3 separate regions of the Mus musculus genome follow, and all the other regions are linked to region 3. The links are chromatin contacts, called in public Hi-C and capture Hi-C maps. All regions are on one chromosome and are shown on one strand. The core of a region is the stretch at or near the end of the contact, and the rest is flanking DNA. Distances in the headings are between cores, read along the strand shown.

Region 1 (3,807 bases), core at 155-2,654, 140 kb before region 3:
TTCAGTTCTCAGAAAGAAAGGCATATATTTATATATTTATGCATAATTAGAAATCACTAGCTCATTTTTCTGTGATACATGCAACAAGAAGATACAGAGAAAGAACTAAGTAGGGTGATCGTTTCCATAAACCATGACTGCACTTCAGGCATGGGCTGCCCTTCTCCTGGTTATTATACTCATAAAGTACCTATAAAAATGACTTCATGTAGCTCCACATTTATTGTCTGTCATTGTCCCATGGATCAAGTTGGGTTTACAAGCCAGGAGATGATTTTCTTCCCATTTCAATTGCTATCCTTTTTTATGTCATCTGGATTCTAGTACTGATCAGTCTTTGGACACATTTAACAGCTGAGGTACAAGGACAAGTCTGTGACTGACCTGGCAAGTTGTAGAGGTCACACTGTAGCCTGAACATCACCTTGTGCCACTGTCACATCGAGTTTATAGTTCTGAATCTCTTGATTAACTAGGCTTCAGCTGAGAGAAGCCCAGACTTTATGGAAGGTTACCTATAGAGGACATTTTGCTTGCAATTGTTATTGATTAACCACCAATGGGTTTGTAAATCAGTCTCTTTGATAGTGGATGTGAAAAGTCTTAGGCACATAAAATGTGCCTATAGAATCCTTTAGGTATTAAAAACAAAACCCAATATCTAAGTTAAATTGTTTCAATTTCTAAACTTCCCTCTCTTTGAAGATTATGATCAGCTTCTTTTTTTGTATAGCAAGAGATTATGGGACAGGGATTTGGCTAAGTCAAGTTCTAAAGGAAGGGGATGGGGACGTTTGTTTGTTTGTTTTTGTTTTTTGAGACAGGGTTTCTCTGTATAGCCCTGGCTGTTCTGGAACTCACTTTGTAGACCAGTCTGGCCTCGAACTCAGAAATCTGCCTGCCTCTGCCTCCCGAGTGCTGGGATTAAAGGCATGTGCCACCATGCCCGGCTGAGGATGGGGACTTTTAAGAGACTCTTTTCCCAGGGCAAAAGTTTAAGGGCTGCAATACACTATTGCTCTGTATATCCTTCATGGCTACTGAAGGCTGCATACTTATGCTTCTCTGCTACAGGGTGCTCGACCTCCTCCTTCATCTATTCAAGGATGAGAAGACAGAGGCCAGGTTGTCGTGAGCTGTGGGAGATAGTGGCTGCCCATAGTAAAGAGAGGCACTGATACTTGGACCAAGTCCTAACATCCCTGTTCCAAATTGGGCATTGTCTTTTCCTATGCACAGGCTAAATTTTTTAAAAGGAAAAAGTACTTTAGATTGTGGAATGACAAGACATTGTAGTCTCAATTTTGGCCCTGATTGCCATCACTTGAGGTTTTGACTGGGACTATGGGACCCACTTCCAGTATGACTCATGGTCATGCTTGACAAATTGTTGGCAGGAAATGAGAGCTAGATGTTGGCAGGGAGCTTCAAATACTCTCTCCACGAGGCTTCTTGAGAGTCCTCACAGCAGGTCAGTAAGCATCTGAAAGATTATGTAATCCAGAACAGTACAAGGGAGAAGTCACTTTGACTTTGTGATCTGCCCTTTCAGTTGCTCTCTGTCATCTCCACACTGCTCCTTTTGTCATAGCTCTATTCAAGAGCATGTAGATACAATGGTGAGACTCACTGAAGAGACTGGTTGCCATTGCCAGGTTCAGATGATAATGGATCAGAAGGGAGCTACACATGTACAAAAGTTAGTTCTATAGCTCACAATGGGCTAGGGCTAAGAGATCAGGATTAAGGATAAAGATGATGGAGACCGGAATTTGTATGGCAGATTTTCATTTAAAACCCAGAACATTAACTAGGTGTATCCAACTCAGATATGCAGAGTAGAAATGCATCTCAAATAAGAAAAACCTGCAGAATAGAGTTTAAAAGTCAATTCTCTGGTCAGCAGATAGACAAAATGTGATCATAGTCAGACAATAACTGGCCTAACAGATGGAGTCAACTGAATTGAATTTTTAATCTAAATGGAAATAAAGGATAAAAGAATGAAAAGGCAATACAATCCTGGTTCCCAAATCCAACACTGCCAGCAGCAGTATCTTTGGGGTAAAATATGGCATGCAGATCAGCAAATCTGGTGATATGCACCCCAAGGAAGTTCACGAGCCCATGTCCTCTATAAGTGGAAAAGAAGAAAGGTGTAGAGTTTGAGAAAGATTTTGTGCAAAACAATGTGGTTCCTGCAAAGATGTTGTAATGTTTTTACCATGTTCAAGCTCAGGCAGCTGATTTGTGATTCTTTCCAAACATGGGTCAGTATTTCAGCATCTCACTCGGTTGGATCTTTACGTGAAGATTCACATGGGCTTTGTCTCCCAGCATTCATGCTGAGAAAGAAATCTCATTTTGCATTGCAGCATAATTTATTCCTCATTAGTCTAAGCTATGACTTGCTCACGATTACATTCAATTGCAGTGTTTACAGATTCATTTTCATAATATTTCCTCTGGGCTTATTATTTCCACTTGTAAAAATGAACTAAATATTCTAAGTCAGAGTAAGCTGAAATCATTTGCAAGGGGCCATAGCTCTGCGTCACACTTGGGAAAGAGCTTTGTTATAGCAGACAGATGATGCTCCATTTAAGAGAACTTGAGTTTCAGGCCCTTGTGAAGTCTCTTATTTTCATCAAGTTTTTTTTTCTTTTTCTGCCATGGTACTCTGTGGCATTTGCATGAATGACAGTGTTATGAGATTGCTTGCTTTATGGATGGATATGTTTAGGTCCTTTCAATGGCCTCTTGGCCAAGATGTTGGTGATTCTTGAGATAATCTTCACAGTAGCCAGGGGAAATCACCATGTAAATATTAACACAATGGAGGCTTTGAACTATACAATATTTTATTTACCCCTTTATTCTCCTATTGTGTTGATTTATCTGTGCACTGTCTTTAGTCACACACACATTCATTCAATCACATTCTTTAAGAACATGTTGCATGTTAGGTTTCTGGTTAGGATTTGAGTGTACAGTGATGCTACTTTCCAGTTCCTGAGCGTCAGAAAATTGCTACCTCTGTTTAGCATCTTGAAATTTCATTTACTGGAAACAAAAGACTAGTAGAATTTATATATTATATTAATATCATGTCTTCAAGATTTTCTTGACAGCCACTTTGGAGAAGCCATGTGGATTTCCTCTGTTATAGGACATGAAGGTATTCCTTATATTGATGGGTCAAACAGGACCAGGAAATTGCTTACAAACTTGGATCACAACCAACCCAAATAGTTTTAAATATTCTTTCTCAAGTTCTTTACCTTACTATAATCTTTTATTAATTGGATTTTCTTTTTACTGTACTATGTAATCTTTTATTAATAAGGATTCTTCCAGTCTCAAAGAACAAAAAGCTTGTTTGAAATTGACTTGTCTATACAGGGAAATGCACTGTGTTTCGTGACTTGTACAGCCCAGATCCCATATGACTTCAGACGCCTGCAGAGGGGCATAGCAATGCACAGGGCTGTGTTTTTTTCTCTTTGTATCTTGACACTGCTTCTGTGCTGACCCTATTGTCCAAGAGCACTTAAAACCCACCTGTTGGAGCATTACAAGTTCTTGAGCTATAAGCTGGCTAGTTTTATATCAACTTGACACAAGCAAGAGACATTTTAGAAGACAGAACTTCAACTAAGAAAATGCTCCTCCCACCAGCTTGGTCTGTGATCAAATCTTTAGTGTATTTTCTTAATTGATGTGGGAAGGCCTGGCTCACAGTGGGCAGTACCACCTTTTGACTGGTGGCCCTGTGTGCTGTGAGAAAGTAGACTGACCATGCATGGG
Region 2 (3,895 bases), core at 241-2,740, 210 kb after region 3:
CAAATATGACTCAAAATGATTCAGAAGCTTGAATGAGATCAACTTCTAAAAGCAGCATAGGACAGTTCTACAGAGATAGCTCAGTGGTTAAAATACTTGTTGCTTAAGCATGAGTACCTGAGTTCAGATTCCTAGCACCCAGGTAAAAACCCAGGTGTGACAGTGCATGCCCATTATCCCTAAACTGTGAGGTATAGACACACGTGTGTGTGTGTGTGTGTGTGTGTGTGTGTATGTATGTATGTGTGTGTGTGTGTGTATACATATACATATACATATACATATACATATACGCATACGCATACGCATACGCATACGCATACGCATACGCATACGCATACGCATACGCATACGCATACGCATACGCATATATACATATATACATATACATATACATATACATATATATATATATATATATATATATATATATATATATAGCTTTGAGACAAGTTCTCACTATGTCGCCTTGGCTATCCTGAAACTCACTATACAGACAAGACTGGTCTAGGACTCAAAGAGATCTCCCTGCATCTGTCTCCCAAGTGCTGGGACTAAAAATAAATATGCCTACCTGACAAATATTTTAATTTCAAATGACTGTTGTAAGTAAATAAGCATATAAAACAATTGACTGGTAGAAAATATTTGCAAAATTCATACTCAAGAAAGGACTCATACCCATAATTTTCAAAAACGACATATATCCTATAACACAAAACAATCAAAGGATGGGAAAATTATGCATAGAAGTGTCATCAGTTATGAAATGGCTAATTTATACATTGCAGGTGCTAATATAGGGATATGAACAAAACCACAGCAAAATACATTCCCACAGAGAGTAAGTATAATACAGGAAAAGGATTAAAGCTGAATTCTGAAGACGTAGAAACATGGGTAATAGCACATCACCAGTGATAAGGACGTTGTGCAAACACTTTGGAAAACATTCCAGCAGTTTCTAGAATGTTAGACACGGACCTGAGAGGAGCCACTGATCTACTCTTAGTTCTCTATTCAAGGGCAAGGAAAATGTTGAATAGCATGTGAATATTCACTGCAGTCTTGTTCAAATAGAAAAAGTTTCAAGTAAGCTATGTGTCTATTAATTGTGGGATAGATCACTGAAGTGTAATGTATTCACTAAAGTGAATAGGATTTAGCAATAAGGAATTGAGATGGCTCATTGAGTAAAAACAGATGACACCAGACCTGACAAGTCCCCAGAACCCGCATGATGGAAGAACAAAAGCTGTCTCCTTCCTGCAACCAGTCTTCCAAACTCCACATCCATACACATCGAGACATGCATGTGTATACACACATAAGAAATAAATTAATAAGAAAACAACTTTAAAATGCAATAATGATGCATGCCACAGCACCAGATGAGGTTCATTTTCATGACATTAAGTGAAATAAGCCAGATACAAAAAGCCTCATATTACGTAATTCTGTAAAAGAAACTCAAGAATAAGCAAAATACAGAACCAAAAATAAAGTGCTGGTTGCTTGGAGCTGTGGTTGGAAACATGGATTAATATAGACACATGTGATCTTGTCGTACGGATAAAAAAAATGTCTTGAAATTGATTTACAGTGATGGCTGCATTTGGCAAGGTTACTAAATATAATTGAATTGTATATTCAAGCTGAGTGAATTTAATGTTATATAAATAAAATTCAATAAGCCTATTAAGAAACAATAAGCCAAAACAGCAGTGTTATGGACTGAATGTTCACATATCCCAACATGGCTGCAATTGTATCTGACCCCTGGGAGGTAATTAGATAATGAGTGTGGAATGTTGGTGAATGAGAGCTTCCCTGCCTCCCCCTCCATACTTTCTTCCATGTAATGATAGCTGTCTGCCATGCAGAAGAAACCCTTCCCACAAGCCCCACACCACCAGCATTTGCCATGTCAAATTTGTGACCAATGACTTTGGTCTCCAGGACAGTGAAAAATTAAACCTGAACAAACCAGCCTCTTGCCATTCTTTAAAACAGCTGAGCTGACTAAAAGATAAAATGTGGATGGAAGGGAGACTGGGTCAGAGTGTTTGCTGTGCAAGCTTGGGAACCTGAGTTCAAATCCCCACCACCCATTTAACAGGTCAATGTAGCTGTACCCATATCCCCAGTATTGAGGGGTATGGGAAGCAGAGACAGGAGGATTGTTCAGCTTGCTGGCCACCAGCCTTGTTCCAGATTCATCAAGAGACCCTACCTTCAAGGAGTGATAGAGGGGTAGATCTGGACACTCAACACACCCTCTCCTGGCCTCCATATGTCCAGAGGCTATGCACACACATGGGTATACATCATATATATATCTCACACAAGTAAAATGAAATATCAAATATCAACACATGTTTAAAACAGAGAACAGTCTGGAATGCAAACTTTTGCTTTCTTTAAGTTTGAAATATCTCACATTTTCCAATTTTAACAATAAATCGGTAAAGATGTTTACTACTTGAGACACAAGGTTGTCCATGGGGCTGTATCTTGCCATGACTGGAAAGTACTTCTGAGGTAGCTATATCATTGTTATTGTTGCTTTATGAGTTATCGAAAATCTATGCTTGGTAATTGCTTTAGTGGTTTTTACTCATCTTCAGCAATACTTGACTTATAACTGGGCTCAGAGGAGATCACTGTCAGCTTAAATCAGTGCCTTCTCTTCTCCCAGATCCAATGAGAGAATTTCCACAGATACCTTAGCCACTCAAGAGTTTCTTCCTGAGAATGCTGAATCTTCTAATTAGAAAATATTGCTGTCATAGTGAATAGATACGGTGATGTGAGATGAACAAGAGGAACCAGGAGATAAGCAGACTCATTTGCTCAGTGATTCTCTTATCCACGCAGTCCCCTCTCAGCCACTGATAACCAAAGCTTACTCCCACAAGTGCAAATTATTCTTTCTACAAACCTTGGGTCAAATTCAACATTTTCATGAATTAGTAATAATATCCTTTTACACGCATTGATTCCCTAGAAGTGTAATGGGATAGCAGAAAATGTGATTATCATGGTATTGCAATTTTGTTTTCTGATGAAGAAATGTAGACACAGGATACAAGCTAGGCTAAGGCTCATCAATATTCCCAGTATGCATGTAGCAGAACCAGAAAAAAAAATCTGCTCTGTTGTGTGTTAAGATCAGGCTACAGAAGAATGTGTAGACCAGGATATTATTCATTTTGACATTAGACATGTACAGATAACACAGAAATACATATTCAAAACTACTTTCCAGATCTTCACCACCAAGGCCTGGCCTTCTCCGTAGTCTTCATTGTTTCTGTAAATGGAAACTGTCCCTCTAGCCATTCAAGACAGAGTTTCAACCCTCCCTGGGCTTCCTGTTTTCCCTCCCATCCCCACTACATCAGCATACATGACTGTCTATCTTTTGACATCGTCCAGAAATTCACCATATCTCAATAGACACATCCCCTTTCAATAGCCATTGCCTCAAGTATTCACAATGGATCTTCTAACATACCCCATGTCTGCCTAAAACCTGACAGCAACTCAGTCACTAGTTAATTAAACCCTCCGGGTTTACTGCATCCTCCAAGACCTATGTTAGAAAGCCCCACCTCTGGGAGCTCCCCTTCTGCTTCTCTCTAATGTTCCCTCTACCCCTCCCCTAGACCTTCATGAGACTTATCAAACATGCATGCACACACACACACACACACACACACACACACACACACACACACACATACACACATGCACGCATGCACACGCCACTGCACTATCTCACCTCCCCAGGTTTCAGATAAGGTTCCTCCATCTATTTTTTCACACAACGTCTTTCAGGTGATTATTATTCCATCAAAACCCAGAGCATTCATATGCCCTTGAGCCATGTTTT
Region 3 (3,714 bases), core at 1,108-3,607:
GAATATATATTCCCTGCTTGGTCTCAGGTTTACCCATTCTATAAAGCAAATCTGTATATACACAACAAATCAAGTTCAAAGTGCTCACTTGAGATTTGCTTGTGCTTTCTGGTCAACATTGCTGTGATTTACCAACTTGAACAATGTATGGCTGCTGTCTCTCTTGCATCTTTTCCAATCTCCCCAGCCCTACCTGTACTCAGACTTAAGTTAGATGGTTCATTTTTATTTTGATTATCTCCTGTTCTCTGTTTGGTATTTTTCTATGCTGTATTATGGATGAATGGGCTCTATTTAGTCTTCCAGCTTCCTAATTATTTTTCAATTCTGTGCACATCTAATATGTCCATTGGGTTTTTATTTGCAGTGATATTTGCCACTTCTGGAAGTTCTACTTGGTTCTTTTGTAAATATACATGGCTTTTCATACAGAGAACTTCATTCTGTCTCCTTTATGTTTGTCATTATTTAATTTTTACTTTTTAAAAAGTAAAGATAAACATAAATATAATCAATACTTAATTTCTAACTTATGCATATATGTAGACTGAGAAATCTAAACATCTTGATTTTTCTGGTCTCATTGTCAGTGCACGCGTGAGTATGTTAAAGTCTTTAATCTGAGCTTATTTACTCTGAGTCCATCTCTGTGACTCCTGGCAGAACTGGGTTTAGAACGTCCCTTTCCAAAGGGCCCATTTATCCCATAATATGAGAGTGATCCAAGTCTGGGGCTCTCTCTCTCTGTTAATCAATAAGCACTGAGAGTCTTAGGTTTGTAGTCAGTAAATCACTTGCCGGTTCTTGTGTTGGTATGGTTCTGGACATCAAATTCTCTATGTATCTTTCTTATGTTAATGGGTAATGACAAACTCTGGGAGCTGGAGAGCCACTGCCACTAGTGCTATAATCCACACTGAGCCTACATGGTTCCAATAGAGCTTTCCAAAGCTAAGGTCACACCACAAGTCCACTATATCTCAAAACAAAACAAAAATGAATGTGGAAAGGGGACTTGTAGGGAGGTGTTGGGGTTGAAGCAGGGAGGAGGGAGGGGAGAGTAGGGGACGAGCAATCAGAATGAAACACACATGCATGAAAGGTTAACGAACCACTTCAATAATTAAAAAAAAAAGAAAAAGAAAAATCATCACTTTTATTCTATCCTTAAAAAAATACATCCAATATTAAGCAAGATCTTAAAAGATACATATAATTCTAACTGTAGTCCTTTGTTTCCCAGAAGGCAGTTTTCTGAAAGGTGAAAAATGCCAGATTTCTATTCCTAACTCAACATTCACTAAGTCAGAAGTTGATCCTTGCCATAAGATACAGCAGTTCAGTGGGAGTCTAAGCCACCCCAGGCTTTCCCACACTACACCAGTAAGGGTCACACTGGTTCTCTAAGGCCAAGTATTTTCCAGGAAATGTTTGGAATGGCTCTTAAGATGCATCAAATTGTAAACAGTGAAATGAGAACGAAGCCTGCAAGCTCCTACCTGGTTTACACAAGGAGTGCCTGCATCTCAGAGCACACATTAAAACCATCCCGGTAACATAGTTAGCTGTGTTTACTCCCCGGGGTCTCACTGTAGATGACCTCTTTCCTATGCAATTATAGAGTTAGCGCCTAAGCAGTAATGTGACTAAACCACCCAGCAGCCTTAGGCTTATGGATTTCAAAGGCTCCACCTCCAACCCAGTTCAGGAGCAGGGTGTTTCAATGACTCTGAAAGTCATATTAGATCTTCCTAATGTTTATTGACTTCAGAGGTCTTGGCATGACCACCTTGGCTAGGGTATCAACATTTTGAGTGCATAGAAAGCAATCACATGGCCAGATGACTTTTATTTTTAATCATCTATTATCCAACAGCCTTTTCTAGTAAACATATTTCAGAAGCACCTGTTAACTGAAGGACACGGAGGCTTGTTAAAGATTATGGTCCCATCCAAATCTCTTTGGCTTTGTCCTGTTCAAGACCTACCTTTAACCTTGAAGCCCCACCCGCCCCAAGGACTTAGAAAATAACAGCCTCATAGGAAAACCCAGTGGCCTTATGGGTTTGTCCTAATAAGCTCCTGTCTCCGTGTCTCATTTTGTCCTAGCAACACTGGCATTGTAAACATTTACTACCAAATAGGACTTTTGTGTGGGTTCTGGTGGTGCTGAGTCAGTTTCTCATGTTTGCATGGTGAGCAGTTTACCCACTAAGCTGCTTCCCAGTTCCAGATTTAGATATTTGAAACGAATGATTTTAAGAGTTCTTTTCCTGATCTGAAACACTGTCTTGCTCTCAGTATTAGTCATACTCCATTAGCTGAGTCCTTCTCAGCTATGTTGCAATTCTGTACATCCTAGACAATGAGTAACTTCCTTGACAGCCACTGACTTAACACTTGTAGCCTTATCCTCATAGCACTGTAAACTCCTAGCTCTACACATCAATCACCAAGTGCCCCACTCCACCCTAAATCCCTGTTACAAATCTCTAAAGTAATTAAACATTTTCTCAAAGACAGTGCTCCCTTGGGGGTGGAACAGATGGCCCCATGGTTAAAAGTGCTTGCTGCCCAATCCTAAGGACCAGAGTTCAGATCTCAGCACTCATTTAGGACATCTCACCAATGCCTATAGCCCCAGCGCCAAGGGATCTAATACAAATCTGTTTTAGCAATGAAGAGAGGAGCATGAATCCAGCCTCTCCTTCGCTAAGTTTCTCAGATTCTTATGTATAGAGGGTTAGAAGCACTTTTTAAACGTTCATTATCTGACACATGAAAAATATTAAGCCATTATCTACTTTCATTTATGTGTGGATTAATGTTCTTTTAAGTATTCAAGTATAAGAGATTAGACTACAGGTGCAGAACTTAAAAAGATAAAAGCTGGAATCAATTCTCTCTGAGAGTACTTATCTTTGCTTCTTCATGCTTCCTTCTCTATGGCTGTTGCTGAGGCTCTCTTGAGCTGCTCTTCTTGATTCTGTTTGATAAAATGTCACTCACAGTTGAAGACACATCAAAGGTACCAATAAGTCCATCTCCTGCAACTTCTGCTTATGGAAATGATGTATTTAGGGCTTGGGGATAGATTACATTACCAGTGAAAGACCCTATCTCAAAAGGAAAAGAAAAGTAGATGGCTCCTGAGAAGGAAAACCTGAGGTTGTCTTTTAGCAAGTACACACATACACACACACACACACACACACACACACACACACACTGATGGACTTATGTCTTTAGACTTAGGGGTGTTTTCTCTTCCCTAAGAGTCAGCTTGGTTAAGGTCAGAGTCAGCACTTCCACCAACTGCTCTCCTCATCTTCACACAGAGGAAGCACAATGACTCTGGTTCCTATTCCATGCATGCGTGGGCTAGGATTGTTTCTTGACCTCTTGTGTGATGGAGGCTCCCTCCTATAGGGCTCCCTAGTCTTTGCTATTCAGCCATGCTCCTTGATCCTCCCACTGAGCTGGACCCCTGTTACTTTTGCTCACTCTGCCTTAACATATCTATTGGGAGACTATCTTCTTTTTTTACAAAGCCATTTCCTCTGAGAAGCTTTGTGGGGCAATTCCACTTTCTCAAATCCAGATGAATTCAGACTTCCCTATCCCATAGCTTCCTGAATATCTTTTTTCAAACACCCCATGTCCCATTGCTAGACCATCTGTCATGGTGTCTACAGTGTGGGGTGATAGCCCTCC

Evidence for each region. A called contact is a pair of places that touch in the nucleus more often than the background predicts. Capture Hi-C pulls out chosen DNA fragments and counts their contacts.
Region 1: a Hi-C map of bone marrow-derived macrophages shows a contact between it and region 3, with 1.7 times the contacts expected there. The contact joins two enhancer-like sites. A contact is called at or near these places in 3 of 484 Hi-C or Micro-C datasets (bone marrow-derived macrophages, liver and macrophages) and 1 of 115 datasets of contacts at active chromatin or transcription factors (bone marrow-derived dendritic cells).
Region 2: a contact with region 3 is called in a capture Hi-C map of bone marrow-derived macrophages, with 6 times the contacts expected there. The contact joins two enhancer-like sites. A contact is called at or near these places in 8 of 484 Hi-C or Micro-C datasets (the BV-2 cell line, bone marrow-derived dendritic cells, bone marrow-derived macrophages and 3 more), 2 of 115 datasets of contacts at active chromatin or transcription factors (bone marrow-derived dendritic cells and bone marrow-derived macrophages) and 1 of 9 other capture datasets (bone marrow-derived macrophages).

What each region holds. Positions count from the first base shown.
Region 1 is chr15:67,634,962-67,638,768 of GRCm38.p6, forward strand. No RefSeq gene overlaps it. Among named protein-coding and RNA genes, the nearest start is that of 1700012I11Rik, 410 kb to the left of the region's middle. Within about 2 kb of position 1,405, at least 25 of the 459 cell types and tissues checked have an H3K27ac peak or open chromatin away from gene starts, as enhancers often do. A contact at or near this core is called in bone marrow-derived macrophages, where this site is marked.
Region 2 is chr15:67,988,316-67,992,210 of GRCm38.p6, forward strand. No RefSeq gene overlaps it. Among named protein-coding and RNA genes, the nearest start is that of Zfat, 270 kb to the right of the region's middle. Within about 2 kb of position 1,491, at least 8 of the 459 cell types and tissues checked have an H3K27ac peak or open chromatin away from gene starts, as enhancers often do. A contact at or near this core is called in the BV-2 cell line, bone marrow-derived macrophages and macrophages, where this site is marked.
Region 3 is chr15:67,778,779-67,782,492 of GRCm38.p6, forward strand. No RefSeq gene overlaps it. Among named protein-coding and RNA genes, the nearest start is that of Zfat, 480 kb to the right of the region's middle. Within about 2 kb of position 2,358, at least 62 of the 459 cell types and tissues checked have an H3K27ac peak or open chromatin away from gene starts, as enhancers often do. A contact at or near this core is called in the BV-2 cell line, bone marrow-derived macrophages and macrophages, where this site is marked.